5 separate regions of the Mus musculus genome follow, and all the other regions are linked to region 3. A link is a contact called in public Hi-C, HiCAR-type, Micro-C and promoter capture Hi-C data. All regions are on one chromosome and are shown on one strand. Each heading gives the region's core, a stretch centred on a gene start, on an enhancer-like site or on the middle of the called end of the contact. The rest is flanking DNA. Distances are from core to core; before and after follow the strand shown. Region 1 holds the start of Slc35f4 (solute carrier family 35, member F4). Region 2 overlaps Slc35f4 (solute carrier family 35, member F4). Region 3 holds the start of Armh4 (armadillo-like helical domain containing 4). Region 4 has its middle 49 kb from the start of ccdc198. Region 5 has its middle 30 kb from the start of ccdc198.

What was found. Promoter capture Hi-C pulls out the DNA fragments that hold promoters and counts their contacts. Hi-C and Micro-C count contacts between places; a contact is called where the count stands out from the background. HiCAR-type assays count read pairs that join an accessible place to other places.
Region 1: a Micro-C map of embryonic stem cells shows a contact between it and region 3, with 4 times the contacts expected there. The contact joins the promoter of Slc35f4 here to the promoter of Armh4 in region 3. A contact is called at or near these places in 8 of 39 promoter capture datasets (cranial neural crest, epiblast stem cells, hippocampal neurons and 4 more), 2 of 484 Hi-C or Micro-C datasets (both in embryonic stem cells) and 1 of 9 other capture datasets (liver).
Region 2: a contact with region 3 is called in a HiCAR-type map of embryonic stem cells, with 4 times the contacts expected there. The contact joins the enhancer-like site here to the promoter of Armh4 in region 3. A contact is called at or near these places in 12 of 39 promoter capture datasets (the 3T3-L1 cell line, 3T3-L1-derived adipocytes, the C10 cell line and 7 more), 1 of 115 datasets of contacts at active chromatin or transcription factors (embryonic stem cells) and 1 of 9 other capture datasets (adipose tissue).
Region 4: a contact with region 3 is called in a Hi-C map of the N1E-115 cell line, with 2.4 times the contacts expected there. The contact joins the enhancer-like site here to the promoter of Armh4 in region 3. A contact is called at or near these places in 10 of 39 promoter capture datasets (the 3T3-L1 cell line, 3T3-L1-derived adipocytes, the C10 cell line and 6 more) and 1 of 484 Hi-C or Micro-C datasets (the N1E-115 cell line).
Region 5: a promoter capture Hi-C map of embryonic stem cells shows a contact between it and region 3, with 4 times the contacts expected there. The contact joins the enhancer-like site here to the promoter of Armh4 in region 3. A contact is called at or near these places in 11 of 39 promoter capture datasets (the 3T3-L1 cell line, 3T3-L1-derived adipocytes, the HPC-7 cell line and 7 more) and 1 of 115 datasets of contacts at active chromatin or transcription factors (embryonic stem cells).

What each region holds. Positions count from the first base shown.
Region 1 is chr14:49,524,499-49,527,198 of GRCm38.p6, reverse strand. It overlaps Slc35f4 (solute carrier family 35, member F4), which reads left to right and starts at 1,362. Exons shown (of 8, transcript NM_029238.2): 1 at 1,362-1,688. The coding sequence starts at 1,586.
Region 2 is chr14:49,360,952-49,363,651 of GRCm38.p6, reverse strand. All of the region lies in intron 1 of Slc35f4 (solute carrier family 35, member F4), which reads left to right. Among named protein-coding and RNA genes, the nearest start is that of Gm52146, 24 kb to the left of the region's middle. Within about 2 kb of position 1,266, at least 6 of the 459 cell types and tissues checked have an H3K27ac peak or open chromatin away from gene starts, as enhancers often do. A contact at or near this core is called in embryonic stem cells and stem cell-derived epiblast-like cells, where this site is marked.
Region 3 is chr14:49,781,968-49,784,667 of GRCm38.p6, reverse strand. It overlaps Armh4 (armadillo-like helical domain containing 4), which reads left to right and starts at 1,285. Exons shown (of 8, transcript NM_026142.5): 1 at 1,285-1,400. The coding sequence starts at 1,392.
Region 4 is chr14:49,292,926-49,295,625 of GRCm38.p6, reverse strand. No RefSeq gene overlaps it. Among named protein-coding and RNA genes, the nearest start is that of ccdc198, 49 kb to the right of the region's middle. Within about 2 kb of position 1,360, at least 21 of the 459 cell types and tissues checked have an H3K27ac peak or open chromatin away from gene starts, as enhancers often do. A contact at or near this core is called in the N1E-115 cell line, where this site is marked.
Region 5 is chr14:49,274,139-49,276,838 of GRCm38.p6, reverse strand. No RefSeq gene overlaps it. Among named protein-coding and RNA genes, the nearest start is that of ccdc198, 30 kb to the right of the region's middle. Within about 2 kb of position 1,293, at least 5 of the 459 cell types and tissues checked have an H3K27ac peak or open chromatin away from gene starts, as enhancers often do. A contact at or near this core is called in embryonic stem cells, where this site is marked.

The DNA of each region.
Region 1 (2,700 bases), core at 113-2,612, 260 kb after region 3:
CCTTTGCTCCTTGCATTCAGCTAACTCTAGGACTTCTCATCAACTCAGAAGGGCCATATTGGTGTGAAGGCTGCTCACCCTGATCACAGAGCTTCTAGAATGTTCTGCATAGATAATAAGTCTTTCTGTAGCCGGGCAGTGGTGACGCTTTAATCCCAGCACTTGGGAGACAGAGGCAGGCTGATTTCTGAGTTTGAGGCCAGCTTGGTCTACAGAGAGAGTTCCAGGACAGCCAGGGCTACACAGAGAAACCCTGTCTCCAGAAAAAAAAAACAAAAAAACAAAAAAAAACAAAAACAAAAACAAAACAAAACAAAAAAAACAAAAAACAAAACAAAACAAAAAACAAAAGGAAAAAAAAGTGTTTCTCTTTGGTCTTTGGACTTTGGCAATAGCTCGTATGCTCAGATACAGTTTGAAAGCCCTTACTTCTTATGTGTTTTACAATAAAGAAGAAAATATTTTTTCTTAGATTGTGGGATATTTAGAATTAGACAAATGAATATGCTGTGCTCAGATGTATGGTCCTACCCTTTGTTGTGTTTATTGGAAGGTAGGGGTCCCATGTAGACTATCAGACACAGGACTTAAACTCTTAAAATCTCTGCATTCACTAGGGTAATTATAATCCACACACCACCTGATCGAGATTCTTCTTCTTCTTCTTCTTCTTCTTCTTCTTCTTCTTCTTCTTCTTCTTCTTCTTCTTCTTCTTCTTCTTCTTCTTCTTCTTCTTCTTCTTCTTCTCCTCTTCTTCTTCCTCTTCTCCTCCTTCTTCTTCTTCTTCTTCTTCTTCTTCTTCCTTCTTCTTCTTCTTCTTCTTCTTCTTCTTCTTCTTCTTCTTCTTCTTCTCCTCCTCCTCCTCCTCCTCCTCCTCCTCCTCCTCCTCCTCCTCCTCTTCCTCCTCCTCCTCCTCCCCTCCTCCTCCTCTTCCTCCTCCTCCTCCTTCTCAGTTGGTAAAAGGAGAAAAAGGATCCTTGGATGTCTAGACAAGTTGCAACGAGTAATGCCTGTGAATGCTTTCCATATCCATACACCCAAGGTGGAATGGGCAGGAGCCTGGAACGAATGCAGGGTAGAAGTGCTAAACTGCAGTGTGCATCTTTTGAATTGCTAACCCCTAGTTCTGTGTGAGTGTCTCCCACCCACAGCAGTTCACCTTGAGCATCTAGCCACCGTCCTTCCCTCAAGTGGGCTTGGGGGTGTCTACTTTTGGCACAAGGGTTAACGGTGAAAGTCAGAGACCAGGTGGGGCGCCCACAAGCGTCCCAGACCTGGGTGGGCGTCGGAGGTGAGGGGGCGCTGTTCGGGCAGCAGTGAGCTGGTGGCGGGCGGGTGAGCTGCCAGGCTGACAGAAAGGCCGGCCAGAGTGGGGGCCGCTCCGCTGCCGCTGCCGTTGCCGCCGCCGCTGTGATGCGAAGCCAGAGCTGCGCCCAGCGGTGGAATCAGAGCTGGGGCGCGGGAGCACGAGCTGCAACATCAGCACCAGCGGCGGCGGCGGCGGCGGCGGTACCTGCAGTAGCTCCCGGGCCCCGCGCTTTGCTCTACGCCCCGCGGCTCCGGGAGCCGCCGCCCCGCGTTCTCTATGGATGTCAAGGCGGCCCCCAACGGGGTGGCCACCATCGAGGACCGGATCCTGCGGATTACTGGCTACTATGGCTATTACCCGGGTTACTCCAGCCAGAAAAGTAAGACGCCGCGAGGCGGTCCTGAGCGAACTGCGGGTGGGAGATGGGAGCTCAGGAGCACAGGGGCACAGGGAGACAGGGGGCAGGGGTGCGGTGCCAGAAGGCGCGCGGTGGGACACCTGCAGCATTGTCTGCTCCCTCACAAACACTGCCCTGGCCTCCAGGACCTCAGGGAGTAAAGTATGTCCGATGTCCGCTGTCCTCGGTGCTGAACCTCGAGGCAGCCATTGGGGCTGGGCGCTTGAACCCAGGAGTTTGGGGACAGTCTCAGTCTTGGAGGTAGAGGCGTGTAGAGGACAGGGCAAGCGCTCCTGATTGTCGTCGGTCAGCCTACCGGAGGCTGATTTATGCCTGGAGGATGCTAACATGGCTGTTCCACTAGCTGACCATCAGCCCTTGGGATACCCACTCAGAAAGCTTGACTCTGTGTCAGGGTGCTTACCCCACGCTGGGGATGAAGACTGTGGGGGACATTAGTTGGTTGAGGTTAGACTGGCTGGGTGGGTCAGCTTGTTCACCAGGGGTTGTTGAAATGTTGCCAGCACGATAATTGTTCATGATAAAACATCCTTAGAAGGTTCTCTACCCCCTGAGCAGTGAAAAGAACCTGCTTAAGTGGCTGAATTGCGGAGCTACCTACACCCTCCACACAACGCGGCCACCTCTGAGCTGCTGGATTTCAGCTTTATTCTGGCTAGATTACGCCAGTCTGCATAGTTGCTCTCAGGTTTTGGAAGCAGTTTCATCCACTACCGCTTCCTACACACACACACACACACACACACACACACACACACACACACACACACACACACACACACACACCGTGTTGCTGGGGATGCAGTGAGGGTCTCTATGTTTCTAGTCTCCACATTCTGTTTCCCTGACACACAAACCCCCCACTGTATCTGCTAGGATTAGTTCTGCTAAGCACCAAAGTGAAGCCTGTTTGGTTTGGTTTTTTTATTATTTTTTTTATTTTTTTGGTTTGTTGTTGTTTGTTCGTTTGTTT
Region 2 (2,700 bases), core at 17-2,516, 420 kb after region 3:
AGTTGCTAGTATGAAACCACTTCAAATTTTTTAATGTAAGTATTTAGTGCTATGAACTTTCCTCTTAGCAAAGCTTGCATTGTGTCCCATTACTGTAGCTATGCTGTGTACTCATCTTTATTTAATTCTAGAAGTTTTTAATTTCTTTCTTTATTTCTGTCTTAACATATTTTTCCTTCAGTAGAGGACTATTCAGTTTCCACACATTTGTTAGCTTTCTGTTGTTTCTGTTGCTAGTGATATCCAGCTATAATCTCTGGTGGTCAGGATGCTGGGACTTAATTTCAATTTTCTTATATATGTTGGGACTTTGTGATTGAGTATGTGGTCAATTTTGAGGAAAGTTCCATGAGGTTCAAAAAAGAAAGTATATTCTTTTGTGTTTGGGTAAAATGTTCTATAAACATCTGTTAGGTCCATTAGGTCAAACACACACATACATACACACACATACACACACACACACACACACACACACACACACACACACACACACCTTTCCATTACCACCACCACCACCACTAACAACAACAACAGCATAAGAATTAACAACCATTGGGAATTGATTTCTCTCAATATCAGTGGTTTCAATTTTCCAACAAAAAGAAACAGGCTAACAGTGTAAGACTCTGACAAGCCTTAACTTACTGGGGACCCCCTGAGTGAACAATGCAGAGTCAGGAACTGATGCAAAAGCCAGTCAGTTAGCTCCAGCATTTCTCTGTTTAGTTTTTGTCTACATGACCTGACCCTTGGTGAGAGTGGAGTTTTGAAATCTTCCACTCTCAGTGTGCAAGGGTCAATATGTGACTTAAGCTACAGTAGCACCTCTTTTATAAACTTGAGTGCCCTTTGAGCATGGATGTTAAGAATTAAAATGTCTTCTTGGTGAATCCTTTTCTTTGGTGTATATGTAGTGTCCTTCCCCATACCTTCTGATTAGTTTTGGTCTGAAGTCTATTTTCTTTTCCTTTTTTAGGTATTAAAATGGCCATACCATCTTGCTTCTTAGGTCCATTTGTTTGGTATATCTTTTCCAACTCTTTACCCTGGTGTAATGTCTATCCATGATGCTGAGGTGTGTTTCTTGGATATAGGAGAGGATGGATTCTGGCTTTGCATCCATTCTGTTGAAGAGGTCAGTGCAGGACCTTTGGAAAATTCCACCAGACCCCTCCCTTCCTGGAAGAGAAAGGTCATGGAGATTTAGGCACCGCTACCCTTCAGAAGGGAGAGGCCAATTACATTCCTCAGACTACAGGGGGCAGAGGGGACTGACCAACTGCCACCTGAGGGTGGGGGAGGCCCAGGGCACGAAGACACATTCCACAGGGTGGACACCTGCAGACAAGGGAAGTCCTTGCCACCTCATTCCCTAAAAGTCACATTTTTTTCTGCCAATCACATTGTGCCTAATGGCTGCTGCTCTGAAAACTGTATAAAAACTCTCTGAATGGACCACACCTGGTCATTCTCTCTCCTTTGTGTGCAGGACAACCCCAGCATGCTGGAACAATGAAATTCCTCTTGCTTTTGCACCAGTTCCCGACTCTGCATTGTTCACTCAGGGGGTCCCCAGTAAGTTAAGGTTTGTCAGAGTCTTACGCTGTTAGCCTGTTTCTTTCTGTTGGAAAATTGAGACCACTGATATTGAGAGAAATCAATTCCCAATGGTTGTTAATTCTTATGTTGTTGTTATTGTTGTTGTTGTTAGTGGTGGTGGTGGTGGTGGTGGTGGTGGTAGTAATGGTGAGGTGTGTGTGCGTGTGTGTGTGTGTGTGTGTGTGTGTGTGTGTGTGTGTGTGTGTGTCTTCTTTTGGTTTAGCTAGTATGAGATTATTTATTTCCTATATTTTATGGGTGTAGCTTACCTCCGTACATTAGTGTTTTCCTTCTAGTGCTTTCTGTAGAGCTGGATTTGAAGACATATATTGTCTAAACTTGACTGCATCATAGAAGATCATATTTTCTTCATTTATGGTGATTAAAAGCTTTGCTTGGTATAGTAGTCTGGGCTGGTATCTGTGGGCTTTTAGAGCCTGTAGCACATATTGTCCAGGCCTTTCTGGTTTTTAGTCTCCCAATTGGGAAACCAGGTGTAATCCTAATACGTATGTATTTTTATGTTACTTGATCTTTTTCCCTTGCAGTTTTTTTTTTACCCTCAACACAATATTTTTAATAACTACTTGGGAATTTCATACAATGCATGCTAATCACACTAACTTTCCATTTCTCCCAGGTCTACCCTTCCACCCTTGTGCTCTCCCCACCAAGTCCAATTTGTGTTGCCCATGTACTCATTGAAGCCTGGTCAAACTCCCAGTGACCAATCCCTTTTAGGAAAATTGAGTCCTTCCCCACCCCCAAGAGAAGTCATTAACTGTGAAGTCTATACTTCAGCATCTTTATCACAATTTTTAAGGAGTCTTAATAACCTGTCTAGACTGTTTTTTCCCTTGGATGGGGGTCTGGAGGAGGTTGTCACATAAGCCTTCGATGTCTCTCACTCTCAGTTATAAGTCTGCCGTCATCAATACCACTGCAAAAGAAGTTTCCTTGCCCATAGCAGCCAGCAACAGCAGAGATTATATACCTCCACATGATTTCTAATAGCAACAATGACTGTGGACATCAACATGGTTTCATAGACAGCAAACTGGTCCTCAGAGACCAGACACCACAGGCATCAACGGGTCT
Region 3 (2,700 bases), core at 36-2,535:
AGGAATGAGAATAGCATCCTCTTGCCATCTCTTATACATAGCTTGGAACTCTGGACTCAATATTTAGCATTAGGGTTGTTTTCCTTAGTTCTCTTAATTACCAGAATTTGGGCTTAGTTGATCCATTTTTTTGTGTGTGTGCTGGCTCGGACCTTACCATACGTATTATAGAACATTTTATAATGAAAAGACATGACCTGATTTTCAAACCATTGACTTTAAAAGAAACTTCTGAAATATCACTTAGTTGGGTGTGGTTAATCTGGCAGGAGACCTGGTCACCATACAATGGATTATGTATTGAGCTGAACACATGTATAGAGTATAGATTTCATCCATCAATTAAATTTAATCATATTCCATTCAAAAATCACTTGCTGGCTTCCATTCAAATATACCAAACTGTTGTAAAGGGGAGTTGGAAGAGTAAGATGATGGTGCATACGTCAAAGATAAGCGTGCGTTTGTGCATGCTCTCTCTCTCTGTGTCTCTGTCTCTGTCTCTCTGTCTCTCTCTCTCCTTAAAAGGTCATCATGAAGAAAGGCTATCCTATGAACCAGAACCGAGGGGGGAGTGCTGTGTGACCTGTTCTAAACCTCACTTCTTTCCCTTCACAATTAGGAGAATGAAAGGGAAACTGAGTCCCTGACAGGCTCAAAGATAACAGGCAAGGGCAACCCTGCCTTAGGTCATTGCACCAACTGTAGTCCTGAACCTTCAACATTCAAGGGATCATTCTAATTTTCAGAGCTTTTGTGCAGCTCTTATGCAGTAATTTATATGGCACCTTGCTTTGTGTCAGAAGGAGCAAAGAATCCCGGACTCCTATTAACTCTTATTTTCTACTTGATAGTTAGCACATGTGATTGAATGACAGGAACAGTTCTTGCAGAGTTCCTCTGATTAGTAGCTCCACCAAGATGCCCACTCTTCCCACAGGGACCACTCTGCATCTGAGGACTGAGTGCCGCTTGTTTACAAGACACCAGAGAAATTCCTGCTCTGGTTGGACCAGTGATCTGGTGTCCTCTCTGAAAGTGTAGCGAGAGCTGCAGCAGAAGCCAAGGATGTGAAGAGGGACAGTTGGGGGCAGGGTCTCTTGAAGGGCCCCGGGCTCGGGTGTCCTACTCTAATCCAGCCCTGTGCGTTAGCGGAGTCCACAAAACTGTAGGGGCGTGGTGACTGAGCTCGTCATTGCAAGAGAGGCGGGCGTACCTATCTGCTGGCCAATCCCTAGCCTTAGCTGCAGTCTTATGAATAAACAACAAAGCCAAGCGCCCTCCCTCTAGCATCCCAGACAGCCAAGGGAGTGTAGGCGGCCTCTACGTGAGTCGTGGCAGGGATGGCTGGCACTGGCGCTGCCACTTTCCTTCGCGCTCAGCTGTGCTGAATGCTCCAGGTGAGGACAAGCCCGGCTTCTGCAGACCTGGCGAGAGGCAGGGGTGGGGCGGGATTCCAAGGCTGCGCGGGCTTGCTCTGTGAGTGGGGCAGCCCTAGGGTGGAGCTCCCTGCACCCTCCCGGAACACAGTACCCAGGCTCTGACTGAGCAGGGACAGCTCCGTGAGCCCTGGAGGAATCTTGCAGGCCGGGGAAAGGCTTTCAGCACTACTTGGTCCAACCCAGCCTTGCTGCTCAGCACCTGGGAGCAACCTTTGTACAGGAAGAGCTTCCTGGCTGACTGCTTTTGTGTGGACTTGCTCCTTTTGCTCCCCTCCCCTTACAGTTCAACCTTGTGGAAGATAAGTTCCTCAAGACCGTGGTTCATTTTCAAAGCTTGGGTCCCAGTGTTCCTGTACCACTAAGAGCTAGCAATGGAGGAGCGAATGCGCACTGCTGTGGCCTCCCCAAAGGGTCCTGCTACTTTACAGAAAACAAAAACAAAAATAGTTGAATGTTTGATGCAGGAATGTCAGGGAGCCTTCTTGCTCTCCTGGGTACCCCAGGACAAATGAAGGACACTCCCTGGGAACTTAACCTAATTAGAAAAAAAAAAAAACGAACTAGGGGTCAAGCTGGGAGAAAACTCTGCAGCGCTTGGCACTCAAGCAAGGCACAGAGCACAGTTTTGAGGCACTGAGACCTAGCATGTGTGTCCTGGTCACTGACAGAGGCCGGCCAATATAGATTCTAATCTTGTGGAAACTAGAACCCTGGCTAAACTAGGGAGCAGCCAAAGAATTCAGGGCTCTCCAAGATGAGACATTCTTTCCTCTCCTTAGAACGAAAACTTGGGTACCAAATTAAAGTGCAGCTCTCTTGTGGAATATAGCAAAGAAGGCTTCTTCAAGTGTCTGCAATGTTTTTTTCTTTGCAAGTTTTCCTTTGAAACCTAAGAGGATTTCAGAGAAGATTAGAAAACCACCCACAGAGTTCTGAAAGAGCTCTTCACTGAGGACCAATACGTGGTCAGAAATTGCATGCCTCCCCCTTCTTTTTGTGTTTTTATTGATGTGAAGTCTATTAAGCCCCTGTGTGTCTCCTTCAGCTAAGCATCTTCTGAGCAGGCAGCTGAAGTCAGCAAATCCTTAGCATCATTCACTAAGAGTCGGAGTCCAGAGGGAGGCTTTGCAGGGTCAGAATGCTGCTCCTATTGTTCAGGGTTATAAAGCCAGCCTGGTTTGCTCTTATGGATACAGTAGCATTTGTGACATCGGCTGGACTAATGAACTACACACTTATGCAGCTGCCTTAATATTGA
Region 4 (2,700 bases), core at 111-2,610, 490 kb after region 3:
ATTAAATTAGTTTATTATCTACATTACAGTTACTTTGGGCTATTTAAATGCCATATTGATACAAACATTGCTCTTGCCTCATTAAATTATTGTCAATTGTGGTAATCAATGACTAACCTTCTAAGCTTGACATATTATATACATGACATTTAAAATTGCATTTTGATATCTTTAAGCAATGAGTTGTTTTGCTCTTTTGGATGGTTCATTTTGAAAAATAGTATCCTCTATCCTAAAAACTACTTGTTCAATGTACAGTAGACCTTCATAACTAGCTCAGCCTATATGGATCCCCATAATTAGCTCAGCCTATTTGAAGAAAATATTTCTACTGTGTTATTCACTCATTTGCTCGCTTACCCCTATTGTTGCTTGAAAGTGGTTTTCTTTGACATTGCTACTCATTGGTCCCTACTTGACTCTGGGACAGCATTGTGGGTTTGGAATTTCTGTAATCTTAAAAATAGTTCACATCTTATAAGAAGAGGAGTGGATACACAGACATGCAGGAAAGAGACTGGATTGCAGGAGCTTACAGGTAAGTTGTTGCCCTGACACAATTAAAGCAACAGCTTCAAACTTTATTTAGATTACTTTTAGGATTATAAGGCCCACCCCTGCCTTTGATTCTGCTACCTATATAAAGAAGGACAATGCCTTTCATAGATGCCTCTCATGGTCATCTTGAGAATCAAAGGGGGTGCTGCACTTTGGTCACTGGGAAAATAGGGGTGTCTATGTGTTGTTGTGCCTCGATGGGCCAGCTGCATCTAGGTCTTGGAGGACACTAGAGGAAGTAAAACTGGTCCCTGCTCAATGGTCAAAAGCATCTTGCTGAGATATAGTTGTAGAAACATTGCTCATTTCCAGAGTCCCAGAGGCAATGGTTTCGGTGAGTTACTGAGTGTCCAATATAGTTCAGGAATAAGAGCACCCATGTGTGAATGCAGCATACATTTCTTACAGAGCTGATACTAACAAATTGTAGCCTCTCCCTGGCCCTCACCTTCAAATTCAGCAATGTAAGATAGGACTAATTGTCACCTCAAATTGCTGAAAATTAAAATAACATGTTGTGATTTTAATAAGACTCATAAGCAATAACCCTGCTAGGGCTTGTCTGTCTCCTTTAGGCACTTGTCTAGAGCCTTTGCACACAACTTTGCTTCTAGGCGTGTCCTTTGACCATGGGACTCATAGTGCCCTTACAAAGCCACATAGCCTGGTGCTGAGGAGAGAATCTGAGAATCTTACCCAAAATAAACTAGAGACAAAAAAAAAAAAGCTGGCATGGGCAAAGTTGGAAGAAGCAGAGCAGGCTCCTGCAGCATCCATGCCTGGTCCCCTTGGCACTTTGAGTCATAGCATTCATGCCCAGCCAGTGGAACTAATTGCCTGACAAAAAGACAGACTAGCAACTTCGGCTCTGAAATTAAAATCCCTTCAACCACGTCCTGATCTCCTCACGAACAGATTACAGGAGAATCAATTTTGCTCATCCAGGGTTTGCATGCCTGTTAATTTCTTGCAGGCAGTTTGTCAAGATACAGAGGACGAATGACTAGGAGAAGGGCAATGTCTGAGATAAAAGAGTAAATAATATGACTAGCAGAGCATGAGAATATCCTGATACTTAAGTACAAATCCTCTTTCTTGCTGATCCATAAACCCCTGTCAGAAACACAAAGTGTCTCTGATACAGGCCCTGCAGTTTATCTCTGGCAGCTAAAGTGAGAAGGCTCTATTAACTGTGGTTCTGGTTATTCCCATGAATTTCCTCCTGCATCCCTGTGGCAACTGGAAGGGAAGTAAAAAGAAAGAGGGTTCTTTGTGGTATAGGATGTCAGTGCCAAGATCCCAGAGACAAAAGGAAGACATACTTTAACACAGGTAGGTAGCATGTCCCCCTGTGTGTGCTACCAGAACAAAGGCAACTTGCTGGAGACAGGAACTCGGGATCCTTCCCAAGTCTAAGGAGTTATAAGAGCAAGGATCCTCACCTCAGCTCTAAGGGACAGACTGCAGCAACTGTTCTAAGAGCCCTGGCAAGATTTCCAAAATAGCGTGAGCTTAGTCTATTTATTCTGGAAGAATACATCCAGAGACTCTGTGGATCTGAAGGCACATGGTCCTAAACACTAGGCACAAACTAGCCACATATACATCTAGAAATGTGCCAAGGACAAACTGAAATGTGTTATGTGAAATATATTGGGTTTGAAAGGCTTGGTGTTTTTTCAAATAAGAACGTAAAATGGTTTGTATTGGCTTTATACTCGTTAGACATTAAGAGTGTTCTTTTAATATAGTGGGTTAAGTGAAATGTATTTTGAAAGCAACTTCATCTGTGTATTTTTTACTTTTATTTTCATAGTTTAGTGATGAGGATTGGATCCACGGCCTTACACACGCTAGGTAAGTGCTCTACTACTGAGCCTGCATGACCACTCAGCTGCACTACCACTAAGCTACATCCCCAGCCCTGTTCCTTTTGTTGAGTGTAGCAACTAGAAATTCTCGTCACATAAATGTCTATCGCTAACACTATATTCCTGTTGGCTAGCACTGCTCTATCAGGTTAAGAATCATTTACGTCAAGGATGTCTTATAATGAAATATCTAACTCTGGTGAGGGCTTCATTCCTGGTTTATAAAAGGTGTCTTTTCAGTGTGCTCTTAAGTGGTAGAAAAGGTGAGTAA
Region 5 (2,700 bases), core at 44-2,543, 510 kb after region 3:
TATATTTATGACTTTCCACTGTTTTCTGAGGGTCCCAGGAGAATTTCCTGAGTTGACATTGGAGTTGAGATTTGTCTCCACTGTGAGAGCCAAGCTAGAGATTACTCAGAAGAGAGCTCCAACCAGGCTATGTTGTCTAGGAACCTCCTCCTAGACTCTGATAGCAAGTGTCACAACCACAAGCTGGGACAGGTGGGCAGTTGGTGAGGTCTAACTCAACTTCACACCCTGTTCCAATCTGGTGTGCTCACAGACTTGGTTGTTTTTAACAAAATTTCAATCATTTGATTTTACCAATGAAGACTCAGGAGCCAGATGCTGGAGTGAAAGCCTACTAGCTCAGAGAGGCAGAGCAAGTACCCAGCTGACCTTCCCCCCTCAAATGACATCCAAGAAGGAATGTCCTCTCTCTCACACACACACAGTCTCAAAAGAGCCTCCTTTAAACTGAATGCCCCCCTCCTTCTATTTCCTGTAGTCTCTCTATCCATCCTCCTAACTCCTTCTTACTCTCTATGTTTTTTTTTTCCTTAATAATCCTAGTTCATTTCCTGTCAACTGGTTGCTTGCTCTGCCTTCATAGTTGACTGTGGTTGACCTATGGCTTACTTTCGAGGTCTACAAAGTGAGTTCCAGGACAGCCAGGGCTATACAGAGAAACCCTGTCTTGAAAAAAGAAAATAATAATAGTAATAATAATAATGTTTACAATACTCAAGCAGAAACCTCTTGGATTAAAGGTGTGTGCTCAGGCTGAGCAGCACCACAACTAAAATCAGATTTTTCCAGTAAATATCACAATCTTGGGGTTCACAGTGTGATCAAATATCCTGCAACATTCTTATAAACACCTAATTACCCCATACAATAGAAATAAATAAAACCTAAAATCCAGACTACAAGGGGACAATTTCTAAAGCTTCAGGCCATGTGCCTACATCAGATCATATAAATCACACGGGGTACCTATCACCTCCACAGGCCCAGGAAATAAGAAGAGTGGATTACAAGGCCTGCATTCGATAGCATACATAAGCTTTACCTTGTCCCAGGCCTTAGAAAAAAACAAGTTGCTCCTATTGAGAAAAGAAGGATGCTGGATATTTCCTGTAACAATCATTCTTTGTTCCCAAGATAGAATATCAAAAACTCATTGGGTGGGGTACTGGAAGCACCTGATCACTACATGCAGTTAACTTGCATTTGTGTGCAAATCTCGTGTGCCCCCACCCCCACCTCATCCTAGTGCTTGCAGCCATTCCTATTTACATTTCCCAACTAAGTGCATTCTCCATGACCCAGTAACCACGCACAGCCTTTGTTAAAGCAAGATCCTGTTGCTTCACTTCCTGAGAGTCACCCCAGGAAAGTAAATTTGCAAATCATAGAAGCAGTTGATGTATTATCAATGCCATGTATGTATATGGTGATTGGAGAAGAAGTGTTAGGCTGAAAACCTAACTGAATGATAATCTCGCAGGCAAAGAGGGATGCCTCAGGGAGGTACCTGGGGCACCAAAAACTGGGAGGCACTAAAGCTGATACAGTTAGGGGTGCTCACAGTTCAGCATTGTAAAGTACTACAGAACATGAAGGGAAAACAAATTTGAGAGAAACAGGAGGTTGTGCTGGGGATCAGTGAAAAATAAGGGCTGTCGTGCAAGGTTGAGCAAGACAATTTGAGCAGGACACTAGATTGGATCTGGGTTCTAAGGCTTTGAGTGCCAGACACAGTGGTCCCTTCCCTGCATTATCTAACTGAGGATGAGTGAGTTCCTTAGGTTGTAGTGACCTCTTATTAGAGCTCTATAAAAAGCATAGGGTTTTTTCCTGTTTTTCTTTCAAAGTATATATCAAAGTATATTTTGGACCAGTAGATATCTAAGATATACAGTTGGATATACTGGATACAGATCAGAATCATGTAGCAAGCTAAAAAGGAAAGAAACACAGTGTCCTCTTATCTCGTCCATGGAATTTTTAACTACAGTGGAAATAAACTGAAGAATAACAACATGTAACTTCTTCTAGTGGCTGGATTTTGAATGCAAATATATTTTGAAATGATGGATCTGTGCTGGATAGTTTTATGTCAACTCAACACAAGCTATAGTCATCTGACAAGAAGTAACCTCAATGAAGAAAATGCCTCCATGGTACTCAAATCCTGCCAGGAGAGAGCTGGTCTCCCAGGAGTGCTGACACACCTGAGAGCACAGGTAAGATCATCACTGCTGCTTAAATACCTGGCCCAGAAGGGACCTGCCCAGAGCCCTCCGGACACAGGAACCAAGGAGCAGCCTGCTTATGGTTTCCATCTGTGCCCCAGAGCAGATGCTCTGCCAAGCTCTCCATACCCAAATGCCACCCAGAGAGAGCTGGTCTCCACGGAGTGCTGACACGCAGGATTACAGGAGGGACAAGCCAAGGTCAGAGACAGCAAGACCAGCTAACACCAGAGTTAACCAGATGGCAAGAGACACGGACAAGAACATAAGCAACAGAAACCAAGGCTGCTTGGCATCATCAGAACCCATTTCTCCCACCACAGTGAGCCCTGAATACCCCAATACACCAGAAGAGCAAGACTCTGATTTAAAATCACATCTCATGATGATGATAGAGGAATTTAAGAAGGGCATAAATAACTCCCTAAAAGAAATACAGGAGGACACAGGTAAACAGGTAGAAGCCCTTAAA